2 separate regions of the Hordeum vulgare genome follow, and region 2 is linked to region 1. Evidence: chromatin contacts called from public Hi-C data. All regions are on one chromosome and are shown on one strand. Each heading gives the region's core, a stretch centred on a gene start, on an enhancer-like site or on the middle of the called end of the contact. The rest is flanking DNA. Distances are from core to core; before and after follow the strand shown. Region 1 holds the start of LOC123412456. Region 2 holds the start of LOC123411800 (traB domain-containing protein).

The links. Hi-C and Micro-C count contacts between places; a contact is called where the count stands out from the background.
Region 2: a contact with region 1 is called in a Hi-C map of leaf, with 5 times the contacts expected there. The contact joins the promoter of LOC123411800 here to the promoter of LOC123412456 in region 1. A contact is called at or near these places in 1 of 6 Hi-C or Micro-C datasets (leaf) and 1 of 1 datasets of contacts at active chromatin or transcription factors (embryo).

What each region holds. Positions count from the first base shown.
Region 1 is chr7H:226,184,667-226,190,482 of MorexV3_pseudomolecules_assembly, reverse strand. LOC123412456 reads left to right here and starts at 2,188. Exons shown (of 1, transcript XM_045105405.1): 1 at 2,188-4,793. The coding sequence starts at 2,614. The coding sequence ends at 4,683.
Region 2 is chr7H:226,794,474-226,800,289 of MorexV3_pseudomolecules_assembly, reverse strand. It overlaps LOC123411800 (traB domain-containing protein), which reads right to left and starts at 2,282. Exons shown (of 7, transcript XM_045104762.1): 1 at 1,889-2,282; 2 at 1,681-1,796; 3 at 1,506-1,594; 4 at 1,323-1,397; 5 at 1,044-1,136; 6 at 817-912; 7 at 230-684. The coding sequence starts at 2,232. The coding sequence ends at 424.

The DNA.
Region 1 (5,816 bases), core at 939-3,438:
GGAGTATCATATAGTAGTATTATGCATATGATATTATTTTATAATATTACCTTCATAGTGCATAGTATCATAAACTAGTATAATAGATGATTTCATTTATTGGCATGCATGACACATAGTAGCATAGTAGCATTTAACATGTTACGTTATCTACCTATGTTACTCTAACCCTCTCCTTCTTCTTTAATTATCTCCTATATCAGCATGTTTGCTATTCACAAGTGCATGATACTTCTTAGTTACTCCCACTATGACCAGCCTCCCACAAATGAAACAGTTAGGTTAGGCCAACTCCACCGCACGACCCCAAACGAACGTTCGGTTTGGCCGGATTTTGTCCGTTTGGGACGACAATGAGTTCGTCCATGTCAGCCTCTGTCCGTTGGGTCGTGTGTGCCCCTACCGTGCGGCCGCATCCCAAATCATGTCCGTGTTGGACTTGATTAAAAAAAAACGCAAGTAAAAATAAATAAACGTAGTTAAAAAACATAAAACATAATAACATTAACATTAAAAACGTCCCAGTTTTCACGGCCACAAAACGGCCCAGTTTTGACATAATTAACATAAAAAAGAAGCCCGTCGTTGCCGTGGCCGTCGCCGTCTTCACTGGCCGCCGGTGACGTCGTCGTCGTCGTCGTTGACGAGGTCGACGTAGGCCGGCGACGTCTAGAGGTGGGCCGGCGGGCCATGGTGCGCGGGGGCGGACTGGAAGCTGGCCTGCACCACCTCCTCCCGTGGCGAGGCGTCCCGCTCCGGTGACCGCGGCGGTGTGGGGCACCAGTTCACGACCCACACTGCCTGCGCCATCTCCGGCGCGGTGCACGACCAACCCCATGACGCGCCCATCAGTTCCGGAGGGAACGTGGCCACCTCCTCCTCCCCCATCTGCTCGGGGATGGCGACGTCGCCGGCCGCAGAGAGGGCCATGGCGCGGTCCAAGCCCGGCCATTGGCACTCATCATGTGTCGTCATGGAGTCCTCCATGACGCGATGCATGAGCCGGGCCTCCTCCTCCTCCGTCATGCGAGGAGGTGGAGGTGGTGACGGAGACGGGGAAGGCGAGGACGTGGGCGTGAGGCCGCGCACCCGTGTACGCCCGCGCACCTCCCGTGCCCGCGGCGGCCCCGAGACCGTGCCAGCGAAGTAGGAGGCACGCTGCACGTCGTGCTCGTCCCTGAGCCAGGTGTCCTAGAGGGTGGAGTCGGCGGCGTACCTTTCGTCGTAGTAGAGGTCGTCGGGGAGGAGGCGACGACGACGCTCGATCTCCTTGCGGCGCGCACGGTCGCTCGTCGGCACCGGCGAGATAGGGACGCGGTCGGCGGAGAGGTGCCACGCGTTGGGGAGGTGGACGTCGCTCCACGGACCGGCGTCTTCGTCTCCCAGTAGCGCCGGCATACCTCAACATTGAGGTACTGCCGGTCGCGATGGCTGGCTGGCCTAGGGCGATGGTGAAGGGAGCCGCGGCGGAGGCACGGCGCGGTGGCGATGCGGCCTCCTCCTTCACGAAGCCGCGGCGGCGGCCCGACGAGGAGCCAGCCTCGCGGTTGTGGTTGCCCTTGCGGTCGTAGTTCCACAGGCCCATGGCTGCTGCGATGTGGGCGGCCGGCGAGTTCGAGGAGGCTGCTAGGGTTCACGGCTGTCGGGTTTCGAGAAGGTCGAGGGGTGTCGATGGGAACTGTGGACGACGATCGGTCCACGGCTTCCCCATTTAAGAAGGACCGTGATCGTTCCCTAGGCGGAGGACAGATGGGCCCGGCCGCTCGTGCGCATTGATGTGGACGGTGGAAGGTAGGTGGCCGCCTGCCACGCGTCCCGGCACGGACGAGCGCATCTGTTTGATGTCCGCCGCGATTCAAATCCCGCGCAAGTTTGCGTTCGAAATGAAGCGTGCCGGACACAACACGGACAAGATGAATCTGGACCGTCTCACGCTGGGTCGACCTGTTTGTTCCTTTTACCCCCAAACGGACGGGACTGACAGAACGGGTCGTCCAGTGAAGTTGGCCGAATCGCATAGGATAGAGATCTCATTGTAACCACGGTAATTTTAGGCACAACGGAACAGACGGTAGTCGGTAGTAGTAGTACCGTGTCAACGTCAAGGGCGACCTCTAGTCTATGTTGGAAAGCATAAATACTGGAGGAAAAAAACAGTAAAAATCCATGAATCCGGGGGAGTGGGAAAGCAACTCTGTCTGCTCTGGTTTACGATTCCACGATCATACGTAAAAGAGAATGTATGTTCAGGTTGAAGACAATCCTATATAATCATCTGTGAGTCAGCGGTTTTCTCATTGACTGGCACTGCGTAGCAGCCTCCATGAACCAGATGGGTGCTCCTTCACGCTTTGTTGCTACGTCGCTGTCTGCGTGAGCCTAAGGAGAAACTAAAACTTTCCCCCGGCAGCAGGAGATCCACTGGCGCGCACATCGTCGTTCATCACCAGCTACAGCTAGCGAAGCAAACAAGGAGCCGGGAAGAGGCGGCCGCGGCCGGCCCCCGGCCATCCGGTCGCTGTCCGACAGCTCCTAGACAGCAGCGTCGACCGCGCCCGGCCGGCGCCCCCGCCGAGCTAGCTAGCCCAACGACAGCCCGCCCATGAGGCAACCATGCTCTTCCTCTTCACAAAGTACTTATCCAGGGGCAGCAAGAACGCGGCAGCCGGCGACGACGACGACAAGAGGCAGAGGCAGAAGCAGAAGCAGAAGCAGCGCGAGATGCCGGCGGCATCGGCGTCGAATGGTCCTGCGGACAGCGAGCACGGCTGCATGCCCGGCTGCGTGCCTGTGCGCGCCAAGCGGACGGCCACGGTCACGACCGTCACGACCACGTCGGCGAGGACGTCGCGGCACAACTTCGTCAGGTCGGCAGCGTCGGGGCTGTTCCCCGGGGCGCCGGTGTTCACCAACCACGAGTCCCTCCCCGCGCTCCCCGAGGCCTACTCGGAGTTCGCCGCCGCGTTCCCGCAGTACGGCGGGCTAGCCGGCACGGCGGACGCGATCAGGGACGGGGAATACAGGCACCTCGACCGCCACGTCTGCCTGGACTACAACGGGATGAACCTCTTCTCCCACGCGCAGATGAACTCCTCGGTGCCCTCCACGTCCGCTCCGGCGGAGCCGTCGGCGTGGCAGCCGCCCTTCTTCGACATCGCGTACAGGTCGGCGAGCCTGCGATCGCAGGTGCAGCAATGCGGGGACGGCATCGCCGCCGAATCCGCGGCGGGAGGAGGCATCAGCGGCGCCGTTACGAGGCGCATCATGGCGTCCCTCAAGATCCCCGAGGATGAGTACACCATGGTGTGCACGGCGAACCGGACCACAGCCTTCCGGCTCCTGGCCGAATCCTACTCCTTCACTCCCGGCGGCGGCAGGAAGAAGCTGCTCTCTGTGTACGACTACGAGAGCGAGGCGGTGGGTGCCATGGCCCAGAGCGCGCGCAACCGCGGCGCGGAGGTCATGCACGCGAGCTTCGCGTGGCCGAGCATGCGCGTCCACGCCGCAGACCTCCGCAAGAAGCTGCTCCGTGGGCGGCGGCGGCAGCGCGGCCGTGGTCTCTTCGTGTTCCCGCTGGTGTCCCGGATGACCGGCGCGAGGTACCCGTACCTCTGGATGAGCGCCGCGGCGGAGCAGGGGTGGCACGTGGCGCTGGACGCGTGCGCGCTCGGCGCCAAGGACCTCGACACCCTCGGCCTCTCCCTCCTCCGCCCGGACTTCATCGTCTGCAATTTCTTCAAGGTGTTCGGCGAGAACCCCTCGGGCTTCGCCGGGCTGTTCGTCAAGAAGGCCAGCCTCGGCGCGCTCGAGCGCTCCGCGGTCGCGCGCAGCATCGGCATCGTCAGCATCGTTCCGGCGCGGCGGTGGTCGCTCCGCGACGACTACTCCACCGACCTTGAGCACTCGCTCACCTTCCACAAAGCGGTCGACCCGCCAACGGCGGACGATGTCGATCTTGATACCAGCTGCTCCTTTTCCGGTCCGCTCAGCGCCACCGCCACCGCCACCGCCACCGGTCGCAGGACCGACGAGGCCGAGAACGGCGACACTCCGGAAATTTGCGAGGTGGACCGTAGGCCATCCGAAGCCGAAGAAGACACTCGGCCATGGCCGCCGCCAGCAGCAGTCGAAGCAGAGGAGGAGCGCGTGCTGGAGGTGGAGTGCAGGGGGCTGGACCACGCGGACGCGCTGGGCCTCATCGCCATCGGCAACCGGCTGCGGTGCATCAGCAACTGGCTGGTGGTGGCGATGCAGAAGCTACGGCACCCGCACCCGGAGCACGGCGGAGGGAAGCAGCTGGTACGGGTGTACGGGCCGCGCGTCAAGTTCGAGCGGGGGCCCTCGCTGGCGTTCAACGTGTACGACTGGAAGGGGGAGAAGGTGGCGCCGGCGCTGGTGCAGAAGCTTGCCGACCGGCAGGGCATCTCCCTCACCTGCGGCTTCCTGCGGAACATCTGGTTCGCTGACAAGTATGAGGCCGACAGGAGCGCCGTCCTTGAGCAGGCAAGCGACGGCGGCGGCGAGATGGGGATCCATGTGGTGAATGCGTCGCTGGGGTTCTTGACCAACTTCGAGGACGCGTACAAGCTGTGGGCGTTCGTGGCCAAGTTCTTGGACGCCGACTTCGTGGAGAAGGAGAGGTGGAGGTACACGGCGCTCAACCAGAAGACCGTCGAAGTGTAGGTCGCCACCACCATGTTCTGTTCACTGCGTCATTTGTTCACCACGTCGTTCTTCTGTACTGCATTTGGGAATACATGCAACCACTGGTCAAGAGGAAGCCGTTCGGCCCATCTGAAAGCTTTTAGAACAACTCTATCATGTATAATCATGACATGCAAACGCGTATTGCAGTTCGATGAAGTGGGTTGCGGGACGAAAAATTACGTTGCAGAACAAAACCCGCATAATGAAACTGCATAATTTGAAAAATAAACATTCGCGGGCGAAATTAGAACCATAGTTATGATCATACAAACTACATTCAGTACTAGAGGGGGGCATCACCTACTGGAGCCAAGGAAAAAAATAGCGTGCTATTTGAAATAGCGCAGCCTTCAAAAAAACACTATGAACGAAATAGCGTGCTAATAGCATGCTATTTTGCAAAATAGCGTGTCACAAAACATTGTTCAGATTTCAGCATATAGCAACACAAATGACAGATTTCAGCAGCTAAAACCAAGGCTAAACCATTGTTCAGATAGCAAAGCATGGTCCAGATATAGGCATATAGCATTGTTCAGAGTTCAATAGTTCATACATCGAGATTTCAGACAAACAAAGTAGACAGATAAATTAAACAGCCAACAAACAAGGTCCAGAATAGCAGAAATAAGGACTTAGGACTTTAGGAGCCACCCAATAGCGATGCATAAGCTCAATCAGAATCAGATGAACTCGCTGCCATGGCATCATCATCCGAATCAGAAGAAGAACCCGCAGATTGCAGCTCATCATCTCGCCGATAATGGGCTGATGAAAAATTCGTCTCAAAAAAATAGCGCCGCGTCGAAAAAATAGCGTCGATACACGCTATAGCGCGAAATTGCCGTATTTAACGCGAATAGTGTCGTAGCGAGTGAAATATGCACAACATAGCGTTTAGTTTTCAAATACGCTATTAGTGCGCTATTTTTTTCTTTGACTCGAGCTCATCGGAGCTCACCAGAGCTACTACCTATCTTACCGCACTACGCAAAATGGAGCTGACCGGAGTCGAGCTCGTGCAGTAGTAGATATCCTACATTCAGTCGTCGTCCTCGTTAGAGGAGAGCTCGACGTAGATGCGCTTCTGCGCACTCGCTTCGTGACGC
Region 2 (5,816 bases), core at 1,033-3,532, 610 kb before region 1:
AATAGAAAGAAGTAAGTGGCTTGTTATGAGGCAAATGCCGAAAATGAAACGTAGGTGGCCCTTGCTTAGAGACAACACGAGGAACTTCGCACAGTCTACTTACTGCTAAATAAAAACACAGTCTACTTGGCGGGACGAAATCATTATTCTAACCTTTTCAGCGATCTTTGTCACAAGCTGAACTCGATATGAAAATATTTCATGGTCTGACCTTTTTGACAACGTCATAGACCGTAACGTTACTGTTCAATATAGAAACGACGAGCTAGATAGTGTTTATGTTCTAGGGTTGTCGGAAATCCCTTCAACGTCTTGTAAAAGTTTACACAGGGACTTGACTTTACAATCTGAAGCTGCATCGATCTTGCAAAGAGCGTGCACGCTTACAAATGTCAGTATTAAGAATGGATTTCAGCTACAACGTTATATGTAGGCGGCAGCCTGCAGCAGTTCGTACAGAGCCCAAAGCGCGAGCCCTATCACCGTATCCCTGACCAGGCCCTTGACGACGGAGCTAGCCCAGGTCTCCGACGATTCCCTGCCGACGAGGTCGCGGAACCTCAGGTCCCCCTGGTCAGAGATCAGCGCGTACACCACGCCGTTCATATGCCCCTTCCCCATGACCCCAACCACCGTCTTGCTCTTGTTCACGGCCTTGCTCCTCTTTAGGGACCAAGCCAGGAACTGAGAAGCAACACATGCAAAAATAATAATATATACGTTCATGCTTCAGAGGCAAATATTGGTTTGTTTTCAGATGAAGTACGGAGTAAGTTGGAATTTTCAGATGAAAGTTGCGGAGAAGCGCCATCGTACCATGTCGCGCTCATGTATGAGAGGCTGGAGCAGTGAAGGATATGAGCTGCTAAGCTTCTCGTACAACTCGTATGGGCTAACCGCAGCTTTCTCATCCTGCTGCTGATAGTTAGCAGTCAGACATGCATGTCAGTAAGACTAAGACAGTAATAACTGCAAACGCTGGTACTTTGGCAAATTGATTAACAAGAAGATTGGAAACAGGAGCACGAGTAGGTAGCACTTACCGGCATATCGGTTGTTGAAGTGATTCCACGGAATAATGAGATTATGAGTTTCGTCTTTTCATCCCAGCTGAGGGATTTCAAAGCTCGTTCAAGCTACAAGAACAAAATGTGACACCATCAGTGACACACATATAACTAGCATATGATCAGCTTGCTTTTGCGGATGTGCGCTGTTGTGAACACACTCTTCTCCTTATTCAATGAAAATGGAAGTCTTTTGCCTCGTTTCAAAAAAAAAAAAAAAATGATCAGCTTGCTTAATTGCAGATGTCCACATACAGTTATTTCAATGGGGCGATCCCCAAGAACGAGCTGAGCACCAATATCTTCAGACACCCTCCTAGCTGCTCGGAACTGCAGGAGCATTACATATTTACATTAGTAACAAAACAATTTGAGGTGCTGACTCGTTCCATAACAAATTAACATTATGTGAAATATTGACATGGCCAAACAGAGTACCTCCTCCCCAAACGGCCTGTTCGCGCCAGAAGAAATCTTGGACGAAAACACAGCTAGGAGCAAACGCAGAGCAAGAGCACTCTGTCCACCTGCACCGTCCCGAAAAGATGGCAATGAAATCAACAGCGTTCCATTTGTTCGACGAATCTCAGGTAGTACATACAGTACTACATACCCAGGTTGATGCTCCGGTTGACGGCTCCGAAGAACTTGGTGCCACCGAGCGAGAACATGTTGGATTTCAACAGCGGCTCGCCGGAGGCGGCGTCGGAAGCGTACATGATCCCGGCTCTGTAGTAAGGGCACTGCAAAGGCACCGCTCAGATTTCCAAGAGAGAAACGGTGATGATATGTGATCGGTCGATCGGGATGCTGGATCATGCCTGCTCCGGCAGAGTTCGACGACGACGTTGTCGGGGCGGATGGCGCGGAGCACGCGCTCGACCTCATCGGCGGACTCCGCGGAGAGGTGCGAGGTCCCGAGGATCCACACCTCGTCGGGCTCAGCGAAGTCCGGCGGCCGCCACGCCGGCACCGGCCCGAACCGCCGCCGCGGGATGCGCACCAGTGCGCCGGACTCGACCAACTCAGCCAGCGCGGGGTTCGAAGCGGCTGTGGTGGCACGCGTGTCGGCGAGTGACGCGGACCGGTAGTCGAAGCACGGCGGCGGAGGCGGCAGGGGCGGCCGGAAGGACGCGGCGGTGGATGGCGTGGGGCCCGCTGCCATTTCTTCTTCTGGTTTGTGGTGCCCCCGCAGACGGATGGCGTAGATGGGCTCGGTGCCACTAGCCTAGTCGCGTTACGCCGATCTCGGATTTTCCGCAAGATTTTTGTGACACATTGCGCCGTGCACTGGGCTAATTGCAGAAAACAATAAGAGGCGCATTAAGCGCCGAATAGGATCTGGCCCAAACCTCTCCTATCAAATTTACGATTTTTTTTCACTCTACGAAACTTCTTCTAAAATTTCAAATTTTTTTAATAATTGTGAACTTTTTTTGACAATGTGAACTACTTTCAATTTTTATGAAAAAAAATTAGATTCATGTTTTTTTAAGTCAATAGTCAGCTGGTCAATCCGTCAGTGATCAACCGGCCATAGTCGACCGTGAAAACCGAGCAAGGGGGAGTGAGCAACGCTCATTTTGCTTGCTGATCCGGCCGACAAAAATAGCGTGTGAGCGTCGCTCGGCTTACATGCCGCAAAAGGCGTTGTATAGACGTCACAAGGTTTGGTAGATTGTATCCCTAATTTGGCTAAGTTGAGTGTGTGATGCGAAGCATCTTACGGTCATCCTCATGTACACTCCCACTACTTCCCAAACCCAAGTGTCATTGAACATAAAGTGAACCCGTTTCTAAATCCCTCTCATTTCAATTCACTCGAGACATGGACGCTACCTCAAGCGAAAACACTATGAATGCTTAGGTACCATGAAGGTGACCTGTGAGACACTCGGAGTGATGGCCAAGACCCACGAAGAGGGACGATGAAGATCATCAAATGGAGGCCCGCGAAGCCTACAGCGGCCGGACATCCGGCCCATGGCCCGGACATTCGGCGAGTGAATGTGACGTCCTCGGTTTGATCGTACGCTAACCAAACACGCAAATGCGTACAACCAAGCTCAAGGACTCACGAAAAGATATCATAACACAACTCTTAGACACATATAAAACATACAAGCTTCCTATTACAAGCCAGGGGTCTCGAGGGCTAGAATATAGAAGCTCGATAAACACACGAGTCAGCGGAAGCAACAAATATCTGAGTACAAACATTAAACATGAGGTGCCTTAGAGAAGGCTAGCACAAAAGATACAACGATAGAACGAGGCGAAGGCCTCCTGCTTGGGAGCCTCCTAACTACTCTTGGTCTTCAGCGGCCTCTACGTAGTAGTAGGCACCGTCGGGGTAGCGGTCGTCATCGACAGGATACTCCATCTCCTAGGCTCCATTATTTGGTCGCAGCCACGGATCAAGGGGGAAAGGGGAGCAAAGCAACGGTGAGTACTCATCCAAAGTACTCGCACGACAAACATAAGAACTATGCTAAGTATGCATCAGTATCAAGGAAAGGGGGTTATATGCATGAGCAATGCGACAATAGAGAGAGAAGGCCTAGTCCTAACAAAGACTAGCATCTTCAACGGTCTTGCAGCAATAGACGAGAGTAGAACAAGGTAACACAAATACTAGTCATATTGTTGCAGCAATATTAATATGAGGTCACGCCCAGAGATTCTCCCTCGACTCCCTGCGAGGAAGCAATCCCGGAGCAACATTCCAGTTAAGTAACAGTTGTAGTTGTATAAGATCGGGGCACAACTACAAGTCGTCCTATAACCGTGGACAAAGGTATTCGAATAGATAAGTTCTTCCCTGCACGGGTGCACAACATATTCCCCGTCACGCTCGATAAACTCTAGTCGGACACACTTCCCTGGGTCATGCCCGGCCTCGGATCATCGACACGTTGCAGCCCCACCTAGACTCAACAGAGAGGCCAACCCGCCGGTCTAAATCCTAAGCACGCACGGGTCATGGGCCCATCACCCTTTGCACTCCTGCACGATGCGAGGGCGGGCAAAGTTAGTCCTAGCACCCCTTATTACAAGCGCGATGCCTATCCGGACCACTCGGGCGCGCGCCGCTCCATTGCTGACGTCTGAAGAGGTTCGGCTCATACCACGACGCCGAGTACGCATAACTTCTCCCACATAGACAGTTAATGCGTAATAAGGTCTCCGACCAACACAGATCAAATACCCAAATCCATTAACATTTCAATTAACTCAACGATACAACCACACGGGAATCCACCCGCCAAACATTATTCATCAATGTTCCCGGTAACATGGTCATGTAACTGTGTGGTTGTAACATGAGGGGGATTCGAGGTATCACCCTCGTTGGATTCCGAACGATGTAACCATCAAGGTGGACATAGAGGAATCACCCTCGAGGGTCTCTCACTTGAGGGGTTGCATGATAGAGTCATCGTCGGGAGTGGTGAAGGAGGAATCACCCTCGATAACCACGACCGACTAGCTGCACTACAGAGATATCATCATGAGTACTTCACGTGGTGTCACCCTCGGTACCCGATAGTAGCTCTGAAATGTCGTACAACTAAGGGGGGTGTAAGTGTTGTGTCGGGCCTTGGCTCGTCGATCAGGGATCGAGACTTGATGATAAACCGGGGCAACTGGACTAAGGGACGGAGGATGACTGCTCCACCTATACTAAACAGTTTTAAGGTGCAGTAGAATAATGTAGCACTTCATCAAAATTTGGCTATGCATTAGATATAGGAGCTAACTACAACAGTAGCAAAATTCTAATGCAAGCATGAGGGAGAAAGAAATAGGCGGTATAGGGATGATCAAGGGGGGGGTTGCTTGCCTTGTTGCTCTATGACAAATGGCTGGTCGTCAGGAGGGTAGATGTACCCGGCAGCAGCGTCGGTCTCGGGGTCTACCAATAAGAAGAGGGGGGAAGAAACAATAAATATAACACCGATGCAAACACTAAGCATGACATGGCAAAGCAGGGTTAGGCATGAGCTAACGCAGTGCTATCCACCATAGACAGGTCAGGAAAATAACAGATGATATTTCCCAGGTCTCTGGCTACTACCGGTTAGACGAAAACGATGGCAAAGTTCCACGTTTGCTATGCTAGGGACGCGAGACAAACGGACGGATAGCGTATTCGGGTTCGTCTCGTTTTGCAGATGAACTTTCATGTTTAAAAATATTTTCATCTGACTTACGGTTTATTTTATATTAATTTTTAAAGTTTTATTAATTATTTAGGAATTAATAGATTTAATTATATTAGATAATTAAATAGGACATCGCGATGATGTCAGCATGACATTAGCAGTCAACAGGGTTTGACTGGTCAAATATGATCAGTGGGTCCCAAGTGTCATAGACACATTTTAATTTTTAGATTAACAAATAATTAATCAATTTAATTAGTAGGAGGGACCCACGTGTCATACTATCTAAAACAAAATAATAAAACACATTAATTAACAGTTTCACTAATTAACCTATTAATCTTAATTGTCATATTAATTAATTCACTATTTATTTATTAATTAAACTATTTATTAATTATTATTTTTATATTTTTATTTCAACGGGGGGTGTGGGGCCTCCCTTGTCAGTGGGAGTGGGGGGTTGGCCCCACATGGCAGTGGCCCACCGGCCAAATACACACACGCACACATATTCTGTACATAATTTTTATACATACACACATAAACACATGCCTACCTATACATACATATCCACATACAC